Regions from separate parts of the Hordeum vulgare genome. Here region 1 is linked to region 2. Evidence: chromatin contacts called from public Hi-C data. All regions are on one chromosome and are shown on one strand. Each heading gives the region's core, a stretch centred on a gene start, on an enhancer-like site or on the middle of the called end of the contact. The rest is flanking DNA. Distances are from core to core; before and after follow the strand shown.

Evidence for each region. Hi-C and Micro-C count contacts between places; a contact is called where the count stands out from the background.
Region 1: a contact with region 2 is called in a Hi-C map of leaf, with 3 times the contacts expected there. The contact joins the promoter of LOC123445012 here to the promoter of LOC123445009 in region 2. A contact is called at or near these places in 2 of 6 Hi-C or Micro-C datasets (leaf and seedling).

What each region holds. Positions count from the first base shown.
Region 1 is chr3H:556,611,672-556,618,615 of MorexV3_pseudomolecules_assembly, reverse strand. It overlaps LOC123445012 (UDP-N-acetylglucosamine--peptide N-acetylglucosaminyltransferase 110 kDa subunit), which reads right to left and starts at 2,676. Exons shown (of 12, transcript XM_045121926.1): 1 at 2,342-2,676; 2 at 1,849-1,922; 3 at 1,713-1,777; 4 at 1,432-1,524; 5 at 1,253-1,354; 6 at 990-1,154; 7 at 800-888; 8 at 604-725; 9 at 258-442. The coding sequence starts at 2,529.
Region 2 is chr3H:556,060,217-556,066,922 of MorexV3_pseudomolecules_assembly, reverse strand. LOC123445009 (protein NUCLEAR FUSION DEFECTIVE 4-like) reads right to left here and starts at 1,587. Exons shown (of 2, transcript XM_045121923.1): 1 at 365-1,587; 2 at 1-83. The coding sequence starts at 1,500.

The sequences.
Region 1 (6,944 bases), core at 1,427-3,926, 550 kb before region 2:
ACTAAAAGCTGGTACCAATTGTGCTTATAAGATACTACTCCCTCCGTCCAGAATTACTTGTCGCACAAATTACTACAAATTGATGTACCTAGAACTAAAATACATCTAGATACATCCATTCCGATGACAAGTATTTCCGGACGGAGGGAGTAGTACATAGTATCAACGGTACATAAGTGTATATGACAGCTAATTTGAGCAATACTAAATGCGCCAGAAATAATGTAAAATAAAATAAAAATTACAACAGTTGTTACCTGCTCCAAACACCTCTTTGAATTTCTATGTTCACCAGACATGTGATATGCATTTGCAAGATTGACCCATACCGATGCGGCTTTAGGATCAGACCTCACAGCTGCAAGTAAGCACTCTTTTGCAGCAACCAAGGCTTCTTTCTGACGCAGATAAGACCCTGCACTGACAGCACCACTCGCCCCTGCTATGTGACAATGTATAAGGCAGCAACTAAAAGTAATATCGACTCATCCAAATACCATGATACAGATAAGCTTGGTTCTAAATGGCAACCGCTCAGCTTTAAGATAAGATATGAAAAGACTAAAGAAGAGAAGACTACGGCAAAGACGTTGCTAGTATTACCTGCGGCCAAAGACCCATATTTACATAGAAGGAGAGCACCGTAGTTCATCAGAGCAGCTGGGTGACTTTGATCTTTCAGAACGAGCTCTTGAAAGCATTTTGTGGACAGTTCTAGATCCCCACTGAAAATTGATAAATATATTAATTAACAGTGTGAAACAAAGGAAAATTGGAATGGTAATTTCACAGTTCACACCTTTGAATATATGCAACACCAAGATTGGCAAGCGAGTCCAGGTAATCTGGAGCAACAGTCGTGAGAGTAGAAAAAACTGAGATAGCACTCTGGACAGGGTGAACCATCAGGTAGTATTCCAAGAAATTTCTTTTTAGGCGCTGAAAAGTGACAAATAGAAAGAATCACAACACAAACAGCGTATTGGTACCTGAAGTTGACCACCCCGAAGAAGAACTAAACCAAGAATGTTCCAAACAGCGGCCTGCCTGGGGTCCAATTCAACGGAACTCTTCAGCTTAACAAGGATTTCACTCAATTCACTAGTGTCAAGCTCTTCGTCAAAACTATCGCCCATGCTTGCTTGCAAAATACACTGCATGAGAAATAGCTGCATCAGAGGGGGGGAGGGGGGATACACAGCCAGAAGAAGAGAAGCAAGAAAAAAATTAAACAGAAGGTAGGCTGATGAACCTGAGCATGGTGAATCCTCACTGATGAGAGTAAATCAGGCCTCCGCACTTCTTGTTCATCTTGTAGCAATATTTCTGACGACTTATCATATGCTATTATTGCCTGCCAGATTTCAGGAGCCGATTAAGCTCTATGCATATGTTACAGCGTTTAATTTTTCAAAGTTAAGGGTCATTTACCTTCTGTGGCTGACCAAGCCTTTGGTACATCAAACCCAACATAAAATGGGCATGAGCATTCTTAGGCATCTTCCGGGCGACATTTACCAGAGCCTGCAAAACGAAGATTAGAAGATTCCACCAAACCACCAACTTACACATCAAAGTGATGGGATGACAGCCCCGTTGTCGATACAGTATTAAATGGTGTCTAAATACAGTTTCACCTTTTTTTATATTAGAGATATAAAAAAAGAACTATGAATGCTCATTCTCCGGTGGCATTAGGACTAATAACTTACAGCTTTTAGGCTGCTAACTTTCTCCTCGCGTGAAACGGAAGCCCCTGGACAATGTTGCTCGACATCTGTTCACAAAGAACCATAAGTAATCAATTCACTACAAAAAATTTCCCTTCCACTGCTTAGCATGTCTCACCTTCGCATTCAACAGTATCAGGCTCCTTCGCCGCGGTCGTGTTTTTTGCCAAACTACCCTCCTCGTTGCAACTCCTGCAAGTAAATATATAAACTATCAATGCCTAAGGCCTAAGCACACAATAGAAAACCAGGAAACTACCGGGCAAGCGAAAATAAAGGTCATGTGGTGCTGAAGAGATGTGTGCTAATTCTAAAAGACTGGCAAGCAAGCTTCGAACTTCGTTGGATGAGCATGTGCAGTAAATCTAGCAGTCCATGCACAGGGATTGTGCTGGATTTAGCACAATTCACTAGAGTGTCCAATGCTATGGCAGGATCACCCTCCCACGCAAAAAATAAAAGAGAGCGCATCCTAGGGTTATGACCTACGAGGTGACGACTGGGAGTGCGCGAGGAAGAATGCCCAATTCGAAACTATTTGCAGGGGCCATGAACCCACGAGTAGAAGCAGTCCGGCACAGTCAGATCGAATTCGAACTTTATGCTCGTACCTAGTGGAGGAGTCGACGGCGACCACCGGAGCAGCGGCGGCGGCTGCTACGGCGGCGGCGGCGGCGGCGGCGGCGGGATTGGGTTTGGGGGTTGGTGGGCGATCCTCGCCGTCGCTCTCCGGCGGGTCGACGTTGAGGTCGGCGAGCATCATCGCCCTCTGCGGCGGAGGAGGCTTGGCCTCCAGCATCGTCTCCACCCGTGTCTCCGGCGAGGGGGCGAGCACCGGCCTGGGGCTTGCGGATGCGCTGCCGGGGACAGTAGCGACGAGATGTCCTCCTCGCCTGCGGGTCGATGGGAGTGTGAGGCCGGGTCTGCGGTGGTACGTCGCCGTGGACTGCGTACAGTGGGCCGAGTGAGACTGTTACGACCTCTATCTTTGATGGACCGCACTGAGGCACGCAGGCCCAGCTACTCTTTGAGGACTTTCGGTGCTTCTAAAATTTCATCGTGAAATGATATTTGTATAAATCGTGAACAAAAGAAAAAAAAATCAGCACTTCAAAATGCCTTCGAAAATAAAACTTTTGAAGTATCGAGATTGTTTTTTCTGCCATGACTTGTGCAAATGTCATATACTATACTATATCACTGACCCCCTTAAAATTAGAGGCCTCTCGTTGAACTAAGGTCATCGATTTGGAATTGGGTCATCAATTTTGACCGGATCAATAATTTTTAACTCAACTATTTTAATCCTCTATAACACTAAGCTTACTATATTTTTAATGGGTTGTGTTAGGCGTCATCCGACTGTAGCGAATTAAAACAACAGCCGCGGTGACAGTCGTTAGATGTGCAGTGCTGGCCATTTGATCTCGTCATCCGCACGTCACACAATGCAGAGCACCTCGCGTATCACTGGTCTTCCTGTCCCAGCTGTCATCAACCGTGCATGTCTTTTGTAGCAACTCCCGCAGCCTAGCCATAACGCCGCTCCCTTTGTAGCAACTCATGCGCCACCGCGACAGTGGTTCGCAGCAACGCCTCCACCCCTCTATCGCAGCATCGTCGGAGTCGTAGAGCATCGTCGCCGACGTTGCTACATCTAGATCACCGCCATTCATCGATGTTGCGACCCCCTCGTCACAATTTCTGACGTTGCTACATACGACGCGCCACCGTTCACTACTGCTGCAACCCCACTCGCCGCGACAGCCGGCGCTGCTGCATCCGACTCATCGACAACCATCTCGTGCAAGACTGGAACTAGATCATCACAGCACTAGCGGTCTCTCATCGGAATAGCACTGACCTCGCAGTATTGGATGCTTCCAGGAAATGACCTTGCACTGACCTCGAAGTATTTATATACTCTATCTGTTATTTTTTTGCGGGTGAATATATACTCTCTCCATTATTTTTATAACTTAAGAAAGTTTTTTCTTTACAAAGTTTATAGAAAAACTATTAACACCTACACAATAGAATCGATATTATTAGATCCACCGGGAAATTTATTTTCATACTATTTTTTACTATTGCAGCCACTGATAAATTCCCAGCAAATTTAGTGAAACAGAAGAAAATGAATTTAGGATAAAGTAACCTTATAGACATAATTTAGAATGTAGATTCATTCATTTTGCTTACACCGTGAATCCAATATAGTCCATTTCTTAGTTTTCTTTAGTACCCATAGGGTATTTCAGGAAAATAAATAGCATTCGGTCAAGGTAATTAAGCTGGCAAAATACTGTTTTAGAACAACTTAGAAAATGCTTATATTATGTTTCTTAGTTTTTTGTAGAACTACATTCTTTTTTCCTTTTGTTGCCGTATTTTTTAGTGGACTTGCTATTTCTTTGTTGGGGGGCAAATCAAACATACATAGGCCTGCCATGGACCTTCGGGTATTGGGGTTTTGTTTGGGAACTAGGTTGTTGCGGGAGTCACTACTTAGCGAGCGCCCCTCCCCGAGCCTCCCCCCCCCCCATATATTTTGGATCTGTTTAGCAAAACAACCACCATATCCTAATCCTATTGTCCGATTAATTAGTATATGTATGTAGACAATAGATTCTCTTAGTCCTTTAATAAAGGATTTATCATGAATTAATGCCCCCATTATGGATGTGCACAAGCTGATCCAAATTTTTTTTATCTCATCTACGTACCCTAGCTTGCTTCTATATGTCACGTTGTCTTGTGTTAAAGTATTGAAGAAATTCATGGCTTCATCATTAGCGAGAAGTAACAAGTGCGTGATGGTACGAAGATCTTCAAAGTTGTTTTGGAACATAGTTCTTGATAGGATAATTCGTTTTTTGGTACGAAGTTCAGCAAAGGCCTTTCAAATAGCGATATTCGGAAGACTCTTGCTGAACTTCGTACCAAAAAGCTAATTATCCTATCCGGGGCTCCGTTCCAAAACAACTTTGGAGAGCTTTGTACCATCATGCGTCTGTTACTTCCGGCTAATGATGAAGCCATGGTTTTCTTGAATCCTTGCTTATATTTTTCAGTTCTTTGAAGGTCCATCCGTGGAGGTAAGAGGAATTTTTAACCTTAACCTCCATTGATCAAGGAAATTCCTGGTGATATGAGCCCTCTAATTATACTATGTGGTTAGTGGTGTCCACTAGATAGGAAAGTCATGGATATATTATTCTTTTCCATTTAGGTTATAATGGGAACGTCACAATTGGTACAACTATGATAAATCTTAGAAGAGGATGGCAAGTCCATGCAATGACCATGTCAGGCATTTGTTTGTGGCCTACTCCCAAACCACATTAGGACAAGGAAACATGGCTTCCTTTTGGAAATATTGTCGGCTCAACAGTGACGCCAAGGGGCATTGCCATCATTATCTACCTACTTGCTAAAAAACCCTAAAAGTTATGGATGCAAATGACTGTTGATATATGGACGATGGACCTTCAAAGAATTGAAAAATATACGCAACTATGGACCAATTCATAACTATGTGGGACAATTTGAAAGTAGTGCATAGACATGATAAGAGGGATATGATCACCTGGACTTTGACCTTCCGACGAGACTTACTCTGCTAGGTCAAACAATTTGGGGGGGGAGGATAAGAAGCCGCACCTTCAACACACTTGGAAGGTTACAATGGGGGGGCCTTTATTTTTCACTTGGATCTTGTTGCAAACCTGTCTTTAGATGGCTGGAAGGTTGCACTCGCGGGGATGGACACACATTGATGTGTGCAATTTGTGCGACTAGACTGGCACGCCTTTCACACCTAATGATGTATTTCCCTTTCCCCAAATGATGTTTGATTTTCTTTTCAAGCTAGTCACCCATTTGTATATCACATTACAAATCAATCTTGTGCTGGCAAAGTGTGTTTATTCCCGACTGTCTAATAACAAACATGGTGGTTGTTCCTTTTAAAGTATACATGCGATGACAAGGCAGATAAAGGGGATTATTTTTTGTAGTGAAGTGAAACTTGACATGATGAAATGATATGATAGTGTAAAGGGGCTTGATTTGAAGCCTATCCTATCAAAGTTAGATTTCAGAGCAAATATTGCGCGTCTGATCATGAAATGTGTTTCCTCAGTCAGTTTAGCATTGAGAGTGAACAATGAGCTACCTTTTTTACCTCATCCCTGGGATTATGACAAGGATATTCCATGTCCAACACACATGGATTTACTTCCTTTTGAAGGTAATTGTCTGGATAGGGGAATCAAGTGAACCCGAGGGATCCTTGGCTCAATCATTTTCTCGATAGCCTTATTTTTCATTAGTCCTAATATGTAGAGTGCTACTCAATGAGATCCTCTAGGTCTATGTTGAATGTTCGGGATTGATCCTATAGGTCTACTCAATAAGAGCACTATTTTTCCAGTCCAAACACAGGAGCAGATGCTTGGTATAAGCAATGAGGCATTCAATGGGTTGTACCTTGGACTTCTTATGATAGAAGGAAGAATTACAAGTGAAATGTTTGATTATGTCCACGAGAGAATTCATGGTAAGATCTAAGGATGGTTAGAGAGAAATTTAGAATGTGCTGGAAATGAGATATGGTGAAATTGGGCATTTAGTCTATGCCAACACACAATATGAGATTTTTCCTCTTGACCATGAAAGTTTGTTCAAAATGTTTGTCATGCATGGCGAAGGAATGGTGATCAAGTTCCCTAAACAACTGATCTTTACACTAGTTAGCATGGGACAAGCTTGGAACACCAAAAGTGAAAGGCGGCATGGTCTTCCGCGATCTATAGTTTTTAATATGGCTCTACTTGGTAAACACGGTTGGAGATTTATTATAAATCCTGAGTCTATGTGCTAGGGTGATGAAAGGAAGGTATTTTCCCAACACGGATTTCATGCATGCAGATGCCTTGTCATCTTCCTTGGCGATTTGATGGGCTACTCTTGCTGGGCCGGAGGCCCTTTGATCTGGGATGATTAACCGGGTTGGAGATGGATCCCCTATTTTCATTTGGGACGGTAATTGGATTCCTGTAACTATATCTATGACACCTATGCTCAAGCCAGCAATATGATGACTAAACATGTGAGCGAGCTAATTGACACAGATAATTGGACTTGAAAGAGATATGTGTCCGAGATGTATTCATGAATCTAGAGTTTGATGCAATACTCAATATACCTTTG
Region 2 (6,706 bases), core at 338-2,837:
GGTTCAGCAGCAGGAAGAAGGCGCACGCCATGGGCGCCATCAGCGACGCCATCGACCCCGTCCTCGATATGCTGTAGCCGCTTCTGCACAAACCAACAAATTCAGTTAGCTGCTGATTCTGTTTCCCCTTCTGTTTCTAGAAACAAGTAAAAATTGCATGGACGAAACCAGACAAGATTCCACTCTAGAAGATGTTGATGGTCACCACCACAAGTTTCCCATTTAAAAAGACCGCATGAATCCTGGAGGGAAACTCTCCAACAAGATCTCAAGGGACCAATCAAACTACTAATCTAATCAAGCAAGTGTGTGTGTGTGTGTGTGTGTGTGTGTGTGTGTGTGGAAAGAATTGTGAAGTGCTTACTTTGCAGAGTAGTAGTCCATGAAGGACGGAAGGAGGCGACCGAAGAAGCCGAAGGAAGACGACAGGGAGACCAGGGTGGAAGTCTGGCCGAGACCTCGCGACTCGGCAATCTGCCCCAGGTTGTTGAGGAAGACCAGGCCAAGGGTGCCGCTGAACATGTAGCTGAAGAAGTAGAGCCAGAAGTCGGGCTTCTTGAGCAGCTGGAGGCCTCCAACCTCCTCCTGGGGGTCCTCCTCGGCGGCGACCATCTCTTCCTCCTTGGTCTCCAAGTCCATCACCTCGATGACGACCACCGCGTCGTCGGTGCCCAGATCGTGGATCCTGTTCTCGCGCTTCGCCTCCCAGATCTTGTTCATGCTCTCCCGGATCTTGAGCGCCGCCGGGATGAGCATGGGAACGGCGAGCAGCACGCTGAGGCTCACCATGTGCTCCCTGGACGACAACCCGCTGGCCGTGGACCCGATGCTGCCGACCACGGCGCACGCACCCGTGGCGAGCGTGATGGCGAACATGACGAGGAATGCCGTGTCCGTGCTCGACATGGAGTCGCTCTTGAGGTCGAACAGCCTGAGCGCCGGCGCCACGAACACGGTGACGATCATGGGCACCACGGCATTGAGAAGGAGGTACGTCTTGGCCTTGGAGTCGGCCAGGCGGGGCATGGTCTCGGCGAGGCTGGTGTACACCTTGGCGCTGAGGCCGAGGTAGCTGGTGGCGAGGCTGACGGCGACGCGGCTCCTGGACGCGAAGTTCTTGATGCAGAGGAGGTAGCAAACGGTGTTGATCCAGCAGATGCCGTTCCCGGCGAGGGCGGTGAGCAAGAACAGGTGCCAGCACTTGAGCGCGGGGCTGTCCAGGAAGAGGTACTGGACGCCATAGCCGACGAGTCCGAACGAGGCCCCGACGAAGGCGACGAGCGGGAGGGGCACGTAGAGCGCGGCCACCCCGGAGAACCAGCCGAAGAGCTTGCCGGCGTCGGAGGCGAAGGCGAGGAAGTTGAGCTGCACCTGGGAGATGCCCTTGAGCTCCTTGAGCTGCGACGAGTAGACGGGGAAGTCGGAGTTGGGGCCGTTGATGGTCTGCAGCCAGATGGTCCCAACGAGGCTCAGCCAGTGGGCCGAGGAAGGCGACGACATCTCCGGGGAGAGGAGATGGGAGCGGTACGTGCTCTGGGGTGGTGCTGGTGGTGGTGTTTGGCACTGGAGCTCCAATAATAATTATTATGGGCCGTGGGCGCTGGGTATTTATGCACCGCCGAGATGGTAAACCAACCGGCGACTCCTTGTCCGACTCGAATGGTTGTGGCTGTAAATCACCGGCGATTAAGGGTCCGGTTCCGACGTGGATACAAGCTGCTGCTGCTGCTGCTGCCTCAGATACGAGCGAGCCGGACACAGTTAGGCCAACACAACACAGTGCCGGGGGCCGAGGTGGTGTAACTGTCACGCCGATCCGACGGAGTTCAGGAATCAGAATTCAGACCGCAGCCGGTTGCTTGCAAGATTTCTCGGTGCTGCCGCGGCGAGACACCTGGTGCCGGTCGAGGCTGACCTGTCTGGCTAGCCAGTAATTAATGGCGGATGACCTATGGCTGCATCGAGCTCCTGGCCGTGATTACCCCGAGCTGGTTACGGTTTGCCCGGCAGCCACGACGGCAGGGATCACAATTCATATGGACGTCACGGTGATGAATTTCGCCGTCCCCGGAAGCTGAAGAAGCGAAACCAAACACCGCGATCGCCGAGACCGATCTGCGGCGACGGCGTTCGTCGGCGGAGCTTGGAGCTTCCCAGAATCGCGGGTTGCCTTCTTTCCTCTTGGCCTGACGCATATATACATACATATACAGCGATACTTTCCTAGTTCGAATCGGAAGCCAGAGCCCGACGCCGGGAAGGAATACGCATCACATATGGCATGGCATGGATCATGCAGAAAGGGAAGTGAATCCTTCCTCTCGCGATTCATTTCCTCTCTGTAATCTGTATTCGACGACGAGTCGGGTTCAGTTTCGCGCGAGATACGGGAAGGCGACAGAGAACGGGTTCTTGGGGATTCAGCCAGGCGTCCACGCGAAGGCGTTTCCCGCCACTCGGATCGATTTCACCTCCGTTTTCAAATGCATTGAACCTCCCGGGAGCCCGTGGCGCCTTCTCTCCCAGCGGTCACTTTCGCCCCCTCGAGGAAACATCGCCATTCTTTCCATGAAGCAGTAATGCCGCGTTCCCATCAGCCCCCCCGCGGGTACGGTAAAATCTCGGCCTCTCTCCGGCCACGCCCACAGCCGCGGTTACTATCGTCCCGCCCTGCCGCCATTAAAATGAAACCACCATGACCTGCAGGCAACAGAGGGTGATGTCAGGCCCGTAGAGACGAGGCGTGTACATGCTCCCAGCCATGTCTGAATCTGGCACTCCCACCCATGCCTTGGACCGGCTTCAGCGCGAAGACGGATCACCGCCATTAATCACCGTTCCCACGGCGTAACGGTGACATCACGGCATACGGCGCTAGAGCCGGTATCTGGGAGGGGGCAGCTCTCCTGAACTGTACGGAGTGCAGCCTGACCATACCTGAGGCGCGCCTAACAGATGGAACGGAATTCTCTCCCGTTCGGCATTCAGACAGGACTTGGAGCTGGGACTGACTGAACCTGAACTGCCGTTGTCGCCCGCTCGACAGGTAGATACATGATGATGGCATGGCACCGTGTTGGACTGGACGAGCAGATGGAGCCGTATACTCATGCCCAACGCGCCTGATTTCCCAGATATCCAGAGGCTACCGTTGGCACGCGTATCACATTCAGTATCCAGGTCCAGGTTCAGGTTCGGATCGACAAAAATCATGTACTCGTACACGAATCTGAGATCACCCTGATCAAATGCTGATCTCATCTGGCCATGGATGGAAACGAAGCCAGTAAGCTTATACCAGAGTTGAGGAAACAAGCCACATGGTATAGGACTCGTAAAGAGACTGCATATTCGGTTGCTCTTGCTCCGTCATCTGAAGCGCCGTGTCGCGATCCAGTCGGTTGAAAATCGGAAAAAAGGATCCATGTGCAACCTTATGACAAAGTGATGTAGTCTTCTGCTCAACATTCAGAATTCAGGGTTTCGGTCTGACTAGTGGGAAGATTGGTAGGGATGAACACCGGCTGGTTCAAAAGGGATGAATGCGGGCCTAACCAACCTACCATCTACATTCTGCTGGCGTGAAGATACCACATGCCCTGCTTTCAGAAGCCAGTTAGGTGTGTGAAATCTAAAGTTCCAAGGCAGTTCCACCCAAGGCAAAGTCAAAAAAAATGTACTAAGTTTGCAGGAAAAGGGATTGCGGTTTCTACGCGACACATGTCAAAGGTCCGGTCAAGACACGAGACTGCATCACTTATTTGTTGGTGCTCACTGCCGTCATGGTTCAGAGTCCCCCACTCAACTATTTTGGCGGTGCCCATTCTCCGAGGCGACCCGGTTGCCGTCCTTGAGAAGATCCTTTGTTCACTTGTGTCCTTGAAGCAAGTCTTAACGGATGCGGCGTTTATCTTCTGAATGTTGTGGTTTCTTGTTGAAACTACTCCCTCCATTCCCTTATACAAGGCCACAAACTCAAAACACAGGAGTACACCGTTGATAAACCCCACACTGCAAATGTAATGTGCCGCCCCGCGGATGATTTGGAGCATTCTTTCTCTGCAAACAAAGGAGCTATCCTGCTTGTGTTCGATGCGGCTAAAGCTTCAGCAATTGGGGTTTGGCAAGAGACAATTGCCTCGTCCTCTTCTACGGTGGAAAGAAAGACGGCGGTAGGTCGATCACCAAGAATTCAGTAGCGTCCCTGTCTCTCATCCGGTCGAAGTGTACTTGGGCAAGTGGGAGAAGACAATAGTTGAACAGCAGACCGCGACCAGGCGGGCGGGCTCAATGGCGTCTCGCTCTCTTGAAAAATTCGAGAGGAATCCACTAGCTAGTGGTGAAACGTGCATCTGCGGGCGCCGAGACGAATTGCCCGGCCGTCTCGGCCTCGCCTGCGGACAGGGAGGAGAAATATTGAACGCCGCCCGGCCGCTGCCGTGGCGGCGAGGAGGTGCGGAAGCCCTTTCCCGGCTGCCGGTGGCCAGGGGCAGGCCGAGAAGTCCGCACCCCTCCGGCAAGTCCGCCTCGAATTACATCCGCTAATGGCGAAGTCGTAGGGACCAGTTGTCGGTGAAACGGCGCGCTTAAAAGTTAAAACATTCTCGTCAGCCCAATTGGTATGTGGGCTGGGCCAAAAGTTTCCTTTTTACTCGTCTCTGTTGGTTATAGCAGAGTGGCCTTTATTTCTTTTCCTGCTAGGCCTCTTCCTACCAAACTATTGAATTTTCTCAACAAGAGAAAAAAACAGAACTATTGAAGACTTTGCATTTTGGTGGCTTCCTGCCAAGTTTCTTCGATATTTGGTGACTTATGTTTTTGGAAAATTTCTTGTCTTTTGTACCTTCGGAATTTACAGGTTTGTTTCATGAAAATCTTGGTTCGAGTGGGGGGCAACAATAAAAAAAGGAAAAGGAGAGAGAGAAGGGTGGTGGGGGGTGCTACGTGTCAATATAGATACAGTTGGTCCTTTCGTTTAGATATAGTTGGGCAGGTTTTGGTATGACCATACCAAGTTTTCCATTCTTATTTCTTGCCAATAGTGGACAAATAACGGGCAAGAAAAACCTTCTCCGAAATGCTAAAGTTGGGCTCAAACCAAACATATCCCGTAGCATTGACATAAAATGATATGCGTTGTTTCAACAATATGGTATAGACGGCGGAAGCAATACCGAGCGACCTCGAGCAAGAATATTGAAAAAAAAAAGTTGAATATCCCTAGACTAGTGCAAAAATTGAATTCAATTAAAACTTATTTCACTAATATCAAATATGAGATACACCAAGTTACTCTCTGACGGGAACTAGAGACTCACATAGATCATTATTTGATCTTCTGAAATAAAGGCAACAAGATTTGGGGGTACACCAAGATGGTAACGAAACAATCTCAACAAGGATGGTGGAATCATCATTGCAAAGAAAATGGTGGAATCGTAATTTGAAGGAGACAAGGTGACAGGTTTGGATTTCACATCGTTGCTAATTAAATCTTTTTACTTGATAGCAAGCTTCCTTCTTCAAATTTTCATCATCTCATTCCTTTTAACTCTCTTGGTTTTTCATCTTCTTCTACATGGTGGCTACTGGACTGCAAAGCTAACACCCCCCCCCCCCCCAATTTTCATGTGTAGATCCAAAGTATGTCTAGGATGTGTGGCTTTTGCACATGTAGAATGGCCTAAAAGACCGCACGACTTTCTCTTAATGCACAGACATGAAGATGATTTCCAAAGAGCGTTTTAGCTAATGCTCCCTCTGTTTCAAATTGTAGTGCATATTTTGTTTTCTAAAAGTCATACTCCCTTCGTTTATAAATATAAGTCTTTAAAAAAGAGTCAATCACACTCGTGATGCCAGAACTTGGTGTAATTCGTCACTTTAGTGCTAGAACTTATGATGTATATTAAAGTGATGTAAAAACTTGGATCTGGTATGCAAATACGATGTTAATCATGTTTATATACGCCGGCGACGATGACAAGGCATGCTAGTGTGGTGTAGGGCCCCATGTAAGTGACAACAGGGCGTGGATGCGTTATTTTTGCAAAAGAAAAACTCGTATTTTATTTTTCTCATGTAAAGGCCACTATCAGGATCGTGGAATTTTGAAACAACAACCTGAGAGATAGCAGCAGAACGAACTACCAATACAAACAGTGGAATTTGGTGGCTACAGAAGATTGTTAATCTTGGTGACTACTCAGGATTGTTAACATTTGAGAATTTGTAGTCCGAGGGCACACTAGGCTCAGATCACCAAACATATATCTTTACTTATTTAAAAATACATATTTTTACAAAGCACACAAACTTTATTAAAATGCATGAACACGTTTCAAAAACATAAAAAATTAAAGCATGACCACTTTTTGATAAAACATGAATATTTATTAAAAACTTGTAAATTTTGAAATTATATGATGTTTTTTTAAAATACACGGTATTTTCTATAAGTACATTAATTATTTAATATGCAAACAGTTTTAGAAAACTTTACAAATAATTCATAATTTATTTTAATGTATTTTCAAAAATCAATAGGTGAGCATTTTTTTTCTAATTTCTTTTATTTATATGTATATGTATATTATTTTTGTGTTATTCCCTTCGATCATTAATAAGTGTCGCAATTTTGAATTAAGGTTGAAATAATCATAATTCAAAATTATGGCACTTATTTTGGTTTGGATGGAGTAAAATT